Linked DNA regions of Mus musculus: all the other regions are linked to region 3. Evidence: chromatin contacts called from public HiChIP or PLAC-seq data. All regions are on one chromosome and are shown on one strand. The core of a region is the stretch at or near the end of the contact, and the rest is flanking DNA. Distances in the headings are between cores, read along the strand shown.

What was found. HiChIP or PLAC-seq counts read pairs in DNA pulled down with a chosen protein or histone mark.
Region 1: a contact with region 3 is called in an H3K4me3 HiChIP or PLAC-seq map of embryonic limb bud, with 5 times the contacts expected there. The contact joins the promoter of Prrx1 here to the enhancer-like site in region 3. A contact is called at or near these places in 5 of 39 promoter capture datasets (the 3T3-L1 cell line, 3T3-L1-derived adipocytes, frontonasal cranial neural crest and 1 more), 5 of 484 Hi-C or Micro-C datasets (adipose-derived mesenchymal stem cells, cortical neurons, embryonic fibroblasts and 2 more), 6 of 115 datasets of contacts at active chromatin or transcription factors (the NIH/3T3 cell line, craniofacial prominence, embryonic forebrain and 3 more) and 4 of 9 other capture datasets (adipose tissue, embryonic stem cells, embryonic tail and 1 more).
Region 2: an H3K4me3 HiChIP or PLAC-seq map of embryonic limb bud shows a contact between it and region 3, with 4 times the contacts expected there. The contact joins two enhancer-like sites. A contact is called at or near these places in 1 of 15 datasets of contacts at CTCF or cohesin (the NIH/3T3 cell line), 1 of 484 Hi-C or Micro-C datasets (embryonic stem cells), 2 of 115 datasets of contacts at active chromatin or transcription factors (the NIH/3T3 cell line and embryonic limb bud) and 2 of 9 other capture datasets (embryonic tail and embryonic trunk).

The regions. Positions count from the first base shown.
Region 1 is chr1:163,311,828-163,315,013 of GRCm38.p6, forward strand. Prrx1 (paired related homeobox 1) reads right to left here and starts at 1,823. Exons shown (of 4, transcript NM_011127.2): 1 at 568-1,823. The coding sequence starts at 808.
Region 2 is chr1:163,356,732-163,359,984 of GRCm38.p6, forward strand. No RefSeq gene overlaps it. Among named protein-coding and RNA genes, the nearest start is that of Gm24940, 44 kb to the right of the region's middle. Within about 2 kb of position 1,625, at least 25 of the 459 cell types and tissues checked have an H3K27ac peak or open chromatin away from gene starts, as enhancers often do. A contact at or near this core is called in embryonic limb bud, where this site is marked.
Region 3 is chr1:163,656,627-163,659,740 of GRCm38.p6, forward strand. No RefSeq gene overlaps it. Among named protein-coding and RNA genes, the nearest start is that of Gm32333, 40 kb to the left of the region's middle. Within about 2 kb of position 1,740, at least 16 of the 459 cell types and tissues checked have an H3K27ac peak or open chromatin away from gene starts, as enhancers often do. A contact at or near this core is called in embryonic limb bud and embryonic tail, where this site is marked.

The DNA of each region.
Region 1 (3,186 bases), core at 573-3,072, 340 kb before region 3:
CCTTAGTCTTTTCCAGGCTTGGGTCATATGCACAGAGGGTATGCGACCTTAGTCCTGTCTTCCAGGTTCCTCTGAGCACAGTGCTTTCCCTTCAACCCCAGGGAAGACGCGCTCCCAAGCCTGCCCTGCATCTTTGTTCCCTGTTTTCTCTAACCGAGGTGGCTGTGTAGCCTGCGCTCTGGCCGGACCGGACCGCTCCTACCCTGGCGTGGACGCCCCGCCTGCCTGCGGGATTTCTGACCGCCGCTCCGCCCGAACTGGAGATGCAGCCCTGGCGGCTGGAGACAGTGGTGGCCGCAGAATCCCTGCATGGGATCCCCTGGCCTCCCAGCGTCCCTGGGCCTCCGGGTCTCTCTCCAGCGCCCGCTTGGCTTACAGCATTGGGGGAGCCCTCTTTTTCTCATCGGTCTTTCTGCGATCAGCAACCAGCCACTTTTCCCAGGACTCCTAACTTCTTAACGCCTTGTCTCCCCGAAACCGAAGCCTGGAACACGCTCCCGCCGCCCTCCCCGGGCCTCCACCCTGTGTCCCCAGCGCACACTCCCCGGAGCACGCGCCCTCACTCACTGTCCTGCTGAGGGGTGTCGCTGCCACTGGTCAGTCCCGGTGACTCCAGCAGGCTCCGGCCCGCCTCGCCCACACTTTCGTCTGCTTGTGCCGCCACCATGTCCCCGGCCTCCTCCAGGTCTAGCAGGTGACTGACGGAGAAGTTCTTTTTCGCCTGCAGGGTGTCGAGGTTGCCCGGGCTGTCCAAGCGGCCGCCCAGCGCCGGTTGCCGCTCCAGAACGTGCCCGTAGCTGGAGGTCATGGTCTCCCCTCCAATCCCACCCACCCCCCTCTTCCCGCTCGAATCAACACCAAACGCTGTGGGCGTGAGGGGGGAGAGGAGCCGAGTGGGGAAGAAAGAGGGGGGAGTGGAGAGAGAGAGAGAGAGAGAGAGAGAGAGAGAGAGAGAGAGAGAAACAGAGGGTGGGACCCCTTCTGAAGTGTAGAACTTTCGGGACAAGTAACTTTCCCTGCAGCCTCGGTTACTTCGCTAAAGCCAAGTCCAGCGCGGTCCAGAGAGATAATCCACACCAAAAAGTTCAAAAATAAAAACAAAACAAACAACCTATGCTTAGATCAAAAAGAAAAAAAATATCCCTTTCAACTCTTAAAAAGCGTCCACTCGCAGACACTAAAAATAATAATAAGGGGGAGCGAGGAAAGGGGAGGCCAGCGGGGCGGGGGAGTTAGGCAAACAGAAGAGAGAAGAAGGGGTGGAGAGAAGAATCAAAGTGGCTTTAAAAAAATTAGAGAAAGAGGTTAAAAAAAGTTATTCCCCCGGCAAGAGTTCAAGCGCCAACAGAAGAAGGCTTGTTCCAGCTTTAAAATGTCTTCAAGAAAGCGCGTTCCCCCTCTCTGCACTCCTGTGGATTCTCGGGAGTGACTAGAATTTCAGGAGAGTGATGTCTTGCAGATGTATTAGAGAGCAGGATTCTCACTTTACTCTTCGTAAGGAGGAAAAAAAAATAAGAAATAAAGAAGCGGGGCTTCAAGAGTCTGCAGAAGGGTGGCGGTCCCCCTTCCCTCCGCTCTCTCCCCCTTCTCCGTGCGGAGCTCCTTTTCCCTTCTCAGTTGGATCAAGAAGCTCTCTGGCACTTCAAAAGGCACAGGCTGGCATGGAGAGGAGGCTTTGTAGGGAATACAAGAAAATTGGAGACCCCTGGGAGGGCAGATCTCCACTTAATAGGAGCCTGTAATTACGTGGCAAAGCCTTTGTGCGGCGCCTGACGTTTTACAGACCCCCTTTCTCCATCACAATCTCCTACCTCCTTTTCCTCGGACCGAAAAAACAGTCTGATTAAGAAAACCCCTTTGCCAACATCAGAGCCAGAGAGAAAGGGAGAGGGAGGGAGCAAGAGAGGAGGAGGGAGGGAGGAAGGAGGGAGGGAGGGAAAAGGGAGGGAAGCTAAGGAGAGAGCCCCTTTGGATTTTTAAAATAAAGGTCTAATTATCATTCCCTTGCAGTAGTATCACAGAGAGAAAAGTGCCCGAAACCCGCAGTCACTTTAAAACGGGGCTGATTATTTTGTTTCAGCATTAACTCCTCCGGATTTGTTTGAGATCCTCTTGGAATATCTCATTTGCATGTTTTGATAACAGCTGAGGGCAAACTTGTTAGGAAAAGAAAAAAGAAAAAGGAACAGGGAAAAGATGCACATCTATAACAGTCAAATCTGCGGCTGCACCGCCCCCCAGTAACTTTTCCTGCAGCTTTGTTTTGGCGGAGAGCGCAGGGAGAGTCTGAGACTGAACGGCAAAAAAGAGCAAGCCTATTAAAGCTCGTTTGGCTCTGTAGAGACAGCCTATTAAATAATGTAATAAAATAACAAGAGCGATAATAACGGGAGGCTCTCTACGATCTAAAGACGGCTTGGGCAGATCCAGAAGTCTTCAGCTTCGAATGGATTCGAGACTTTCGCTGCCACCAGAAATCCCCAGGCTTCAGACAGTAGAAAATTTACATATTCATTAAACCAGAAGAAAGTCCGTCCTGATAATTCCCCTACCTTTGCCAATGTTCTAATTTCTTGCTCGTAGCCGAGGCTGCCCCAGATCAGAGCAGACAGGAACACTGGGGCTGAAGAAGTTGGGGGGAGCAGGAGGAGCTGGGGGTGGGGTGGGCTCTGTGCTAATCTGTATCCAGTTCGGTGAGGCCCTGGCAAACACAGAGACTGAGGAAGGTCGAAGTCTATGACCAGGCTTGACAGAGGGCAGAGCGGTGCTGGACGGTGTTTTCATGACCTGTTGGAATCTGGTAACAGCTTTAATAGTCTCATTAGGAATGAGTTACTATATGGCCAGTAAGTAAAATAGTATGTGCTTATTTGTGGCGTTTTATGTTCTTTAAACACACACATACATACGTTTCCCCTCGCTCCCCTGATTGCTAGATTTCCCCTTCTCCTGTAGCTATGAGATTGAATTGAAAAGAAGGAAGGGTCCCAGTGTGTATAAATGGTTTCTGTGCTCCAAACGGCCATAGTTAGCCCAGAACTTCCAGCCCTGATCTGGGAAAAGAACATTTGATGCCATCAAAGGGCTGTAGATTGAAACCAGATGTGCGCGCCTCGGTTCTTTCCATGCATTTAATTAAGGAGCCAGGATGGAGGAGACTTTTTCATCATTAGTCCACCCGCCGCC
Region 2 (3,253 bases), core at 375-2,874, 300 kb before region 3:
AATGCATCCAAAAGGTTAAAAGCTCTTGGGTTTTATAGGGCTTTTAAAAGCAAACGTGATTGTCTCTTGAATAAACTGAGCCTGAACCCATTAAAATGTGACAACAACTTCAATACTGACCCTGTTTAAAGGTTAAAAAAAAATTGATCAAGGATTTGCCACATTTTTAATTGGTTTGAATTAAATGGAAACTGAACAGAGGCCAATATTTGTGAATGGAAAGAATTAAATCCAGTTCAACACCTTTCAGTATATTGTTTTTTAAAAATTGGGTTCCCCACGTTTTTTTTTTTTCAGTTCAATGATCCTTTATGGCACACAAAAAAAAAATAGTTTATAGTTTGAAAGGTTGGCCTTTCTTTCTCTGGTCCAATCAAAATGCAGCCAAATAGAAAAAAATCATATATCTATAACTATATCTATAGATACAGATATAGATTTCAGCATTTAAGTGGACATTTAAAAACAATGCCCAAAGCACAGCCATTTCCTCTGTGCTGTTTATTTGGATGGAAAAGGAATTCAAGTATTGCCCAGTGATGGTCCTATCAAACTTTTAGGACCCCAATTATTTTCTGAAGATAGCCTGGAACTCACTATGTAGCCCAGGCTGGTAGCAAACTCAAGCAATCCCCTCCTCCCCTTCCCCCCACCCATGGCTCACCCTCCCAAGTGCTGGGATTACAGCCACCACACTTAGCTTTAGAAACTCTTAAAGGCCATTTATGAGAGTTACAAAACTAAACCCACAATAAAGCAAAAGACCCAGAGAGGCTGCCACATACATAGCTGTGCACTGTATCCCGGTTTTCTATTTTGTCTCCTCTTCATATACATTTTCAGATTTGGGTTGTGCAACCCTGTTAAATGATCTTGTATACACCAAGAAGAAAATTCCCTCCTCTCCCACTCCCCGATGGTGTCCACTGAAATGAAACTGTTTGAGCTGGTTTAGATTTTTTCCATATTCTTACATTACTGACCATGGAACGTTCTATTTACCTTTATTGCTTTATTAGTTAACTTCTGGCAACTAACCTGATTTCTCATTCTAATACATTCTGTGCTTTCAGAGAACATTAGCACTTTTAATTTAATTTAACTTTTTAGCCCTCACGGATGAACTACTGAAAAGCCGTCTCCCTGAGTCTCCTCATGTAATTGCTCCTGTGTTCTGAGGGAGCTATAACTTGCAGAAGCCGATGGGCAGATAAGCTTGCCCAACATGCGCTTAATTATACAAACAAGTCTTTCTGGAGAAAGTCTTCAGACAATTACCTCCCGAAATAAATATACCCCAGCGACTGTCAATAGCAATAAAACCCACACAATCATTTCTTAAAGCTTTTATTGTTTGCCTGTAATTAGCATGTTGATGTGATTAAAGCTACATTTGACTTCTGATAAACCCCAGACTCCTATAGATAACATTTCCAGTGGTTCAAAGCTGCTTTCATTAGAAGCGATATTTATCTGATTTGTAACCAATCAATTGGAAATAAAACTTTCCTGTGGCATGCCAGCAGCAGCCCCTAGCTTCCCCCCAAACCCCTCCAGCAGGCTAGGTCCTTGAGTGAGATGGATTCCATATGGTTAGGAGGAGGAACCAGCCAGTCCTGCAAAGGTAGAGAGCACAGCTCTTGGGAGAATCACTCAGACCTGCGTCGTCTCTGCACACTGCCACTACAATCTGGAAGGCGCAACGGCTGCAACCAATTTTCTTGAAAAATATGCTTCGTGTGGCAGCCTAAAGCCTGCAGAATTGGGGTTCGCTGAGGCCATCATCTGTAATGTTTACTCTGCTTCCATATTTTAAGTTTATATCTGATTGTTTTATCAGATTCTTTAAACTTGCTTTTTTTGCTTTTATATATACTCTATCTTCTCTCTCCCCTTCTCTCCTCTTTTCTTTTCTCCCCCAAGCATATTCTCTCTCTCTCTCTCTCCCCCTTTCCTTTCTTCATCCCTCCTTCCCTCCCTCTCTCCCTTCTTTCTGACTTTTGACTGTATATGTTTTTCCCCCCTATAAAAATATTTTGTTTGCAATCACTTTAATTTGCAGCTCTAAATGTTGAGGTTTTGACAACTAGGCTTTCAAAAGTTGATTTTACCCAGCAAATGTTCTGAGAATTTCATAGTGGAGGAGGGCCGAGGGAACAGTACCCCTATGCTGTAGAAATGCCCTGTCCTACATCTTGGCGCTTTGTGTAGTTTAACCACTACACCAATGTATTTATTTTTGTTCTTAACGGAGAAATAGGGAAAGAAAGAAAGCCAATTAATTGCCTTCAATGTCTGTATACAGTATTCAACGCACTTCTCTTTCACTCTCTGCCCTCTCCAAACATTCCATATTTTTAGAAATGAAGTGGAGGAAGGAAAATATTTTCTATAATGGAATAGTGTTGACACGCAGACCTTTATGTATTTATAGCCATGCCTCATTAGAATCTGTCTTTAAATATGTGGTAAACATGTGCGTAAATACGATGTGTGCCATGCTTTTTAAATCGAGTTTTAAAGTGAATGTACATAAACAAAGTAGCTTACTGCTATTAAAATGAAAACATGAAACTTGGGTCTGAGAACCTTATACTAATCTGGGCAAGTTCAAAGGTTTTCCATTGTTATTTGACTGTTTGGTTTCTCAATGCCCATTTCAAGTGTCTTTTGCAAATGTTGTGATTTATAACTTGATATTTCTATATCATCCCAATTTTATTTACACATGCATAGTTCTTTGTACAGAAAATTTAAAAGCCCTGACTTGAAATACTGATAGTTTACAACCTAAGAATGGCTAAAATTACATTTAATATCTTAGAAATGAATGTTACCTAGCATATGTATAATCTACAAAGTATTCACACACACACACACACACACACACACACACACGCATACACACGCATGCACGGACACACACACACTAAGAGAACAAGGGGACTTGTGCCAGCAAAATGAACTTCTTCAACAAGAAGATTGGGTATGACAAGTCTGTCTCTGTGGGTCTGCAGTTTATGAACAGATCTCATAGCAGGAGTGTTTCTGAGGGTGTTAGGCTCAAAGGAAAGGTCTATGTGAAGTATACTATGTACCTTTAAAAATCAACTTCCATCAAACAGTTTAAACATTTCTTTCCCACAATTTAGAAAACATTTCAGAAGTCATTAAAAATCCATTTAAAAACATCAACCATGTGTTGTTCTCCATTGTAAATACATTTCCTCAACCCTCCATTTCTTAATTAATA
Region 3 (3,114 bases), core at 490-2,989:
GTGGTACTGTGCTTGTCCTCGAGTGGCTTTATAGGCTGATTCACAGTGATGGCATGAACTCATCTCTTCCCTGTGACTCTGAAGTCACAATGTATCCCTTTCTAACCACTGGCTACTTCTGTGTAGCTGTGGTTGTGAGAGCCACCACAATATTTTTATTTCCCTGTAATCCCCCAGGGTGGCTTCACAGAGTCACAGATTCTCAGAGACAGCCCTCTTCTCTTCGGCAGATAAATGGACTGGAGAGATGGGGCTTCTTGCCAGGTGTCCCTATGACTGCATCAAAACTGACTCAGAACCAACCTCCAGACACCTACTGCTCTGCCTGTGAGACCATGTAGCCATTCTTAGTGGGCCGTTTTCTCCACACTGGTCCTTCAGTATCTCTATACTCTGTAATGGTTTGGCATTTCCTCCCATTCCGTAGAGGATGACAGCATGACCTGGAGATCAGAAGACAAGAATCCATACCTCTCTTGACAGAACAAACAACTTCTTCAGGCCCCATGTCAGCTTGTAGAAGATTAGCTTTGAGAACCACTGACCCCAGGCTAGAGCAGTGAGGCCAAGTCCATTAAAATTCATGTGTATCATGTGGGAGCTGCAGTAACTGAAATCATTCCTGAGGTCACACGGTGTGTTAACCCCCATCCTTCTCATCACAGTGATGACGGCTTGTATACACAAGCACAGAGCTAACAAATCCTCAGCTCCAGAGAGAAGTCTATCTGGAAAAAGACTAAGTGATCACTCCTTAAAGTGCCTAAAGCAGAGGACTGAAGGAGGAGCAAATATTGACAGAAACCTGATAATATTTGTCTTTCCCTCAGTAAAGACAATCCCCAGATGTCCTATGGACAAGTAGAGCCCAAGGATGAAGTAAATGGGAAGGGGAGGGGGCAAGGAAAGGAGAATAGAAAGAGAGGAAGGAAGGAAGGAAGGAAGGAAGGAAGGAAGGAAGGAAGGATGGAGGGAGGGAGGAAGGAAAGGAGGGAAGAATAGGAGGGAGAGAGAGAAGAAGTGGTGTGGGAGAGGAGAAGAAAATGAAATAGAAAAAAAGAAGAAAAGAAGGAGAGAAGGAGATGCAAAGAGGAGAAGGAGGAGCGAGAACTCTATCACCAAACTGACGCCTGTCAGATAAAAGAGATTGGAGCCATAAATTCCTCCCAGCCATTCTAATGGGATTTTAATACAACATTTGGCCATCATCTTTTTTTATTCTTTTAATGACATACATGCCCAAAGTATAACTGTGGAGCCTCTGAACTCTGTATATTTCTGTAATACACAACGAAAACAGCCGTCACATCCATTTTAAGGGATTTTTTAATGCATTACAGTGAGGTCTCCAGGCTCAGAATTGAAGGGAGCAGTGTGAGTTCTGTCTGTACATCGTCTGTGACGGGGCCTGAATTCCAGCCAAAGCAGGTTTTTTGGTTTTTTTTTTTTTTTTTTTTTTTTTTTTTGTAAAATAAAATAAAATAAAATACAGTTTTTTTCCTTAAGAACATTATATTTTTAAACTGGAAATAATTGTATTTTGTATCTTATATGGCATCTGAGAGTGATTTAGTTGAACAATGTGGTTTCTGATTGGTATTTGAATTGGTTCCAGAACATTTTTCGTAATAACCATCATAAAGATCCCAATTATCTGATCCTCTTTCCCCTGCGTCACGTGGTTTCAGAGGAGGTTTCCAGAGAAAGAGAGAGACCTGCAGAGGCTGACAGCCACCTCTCATCTAGAGCTAAAGTGTTGCCTGCTGGCTAGGGTCCTTGTTATTCTGAGTTGGCTAGGATGCATTTACAGCCCCATAAAGGAGGCCTTGGCATTACCAGAATAATTACTTACTAAAACCAGCCTATAAAACCAAAGGGTTGCCTGAGCTAAAAGGCAAACAGGGGACTTTTTTTCTCTCTTTTAGTGCTAACATGTAAAACTAGTAAAGCATATTTAGGTTTCAATTAAATCAGCCCTGGGTGCAAAAGGGAATGGCCAATGTCCCAGGTGCACAGCAAGATCAATTCCCTGGGGCTAGAGAGGAGCTAAAGAAAGTGGCCTTGTTAAATATGAAAAAGCCCCCCTCTGCTATGGTGTAGCCCTACTGGTGTGTGGAGTAAGAGCTAGCTCTGGAATCAGCAGCTACATATGATGAGGGTGTGCTTACAAAAAGGTGAGACCCACAACTGTGAGCCCAACTCTCTGTAGAGTGGGCAGTGGGATGCTTCTTTCACAAGCTCACTGAAATAAGCAAGGAAAATAATCTGTGAGAAAGGCTGAGAATAATACCCAAAATACAGCAGGGTGTACAGTAATAGTAGACCTTGCTAACGATTAAGGGTATATGAGAAGTGGTTACCTCTACATGTCATGGAATATTCCAGTACACAAACAGTTGCTTTCGTCAACACATATTAACAATGAGAACATGGCTCATTTTTATATTTTTCTGTTATGATCTATTCATTTATTTCATCTCTGACTATACAGGACATTATATATAGTCATTGTGGAATGATTAAATCTGTCTAGTTTATCAATGGATAACCACACATACTTACTTTCTTTTGCTGTAAGAAGAAATAAAATCTATTCATTGCAGTTTTAAAATAGGCAAGGCATTGTTAATCTTAATCACCATATTGAACAATAGATTGCTAAAATTTATTTCCCTCAAATGTTGAACCTTTCACTGGCATCTTCCCTTTCTCTGTCACCTAACTCCGCCCCAACCTCTGGGTACCACTTTTCTACAGTCTAATCCTGTGGATTCGTGTTTTTGTGTGATTACAGAGGAAACTAGAAGATGCTGTGCTAAGTGCAATAAGCCAAATACAGATAGTGAAATGAATGGTCTTACTTACATGAGGGTAATCTAATAAAGAATAAATATCTAGGGAATCTCAAATGCCAACGCATACTCCTAATCATTTCAAACAGTTTATCTTCTTCAGTACTTTCAATGTCTTCTCTAAAGTGTGGGATCTGGACAGTGGCAAATTTAGAAATAGAATGGCCAGACAAAATCAGTCATAAGACACAGAACACCCAGTCAAAGTTGTATTTCAGATAGACAATGTTATGGTGTAAATATGATCCCCGCTTCCCTGTCC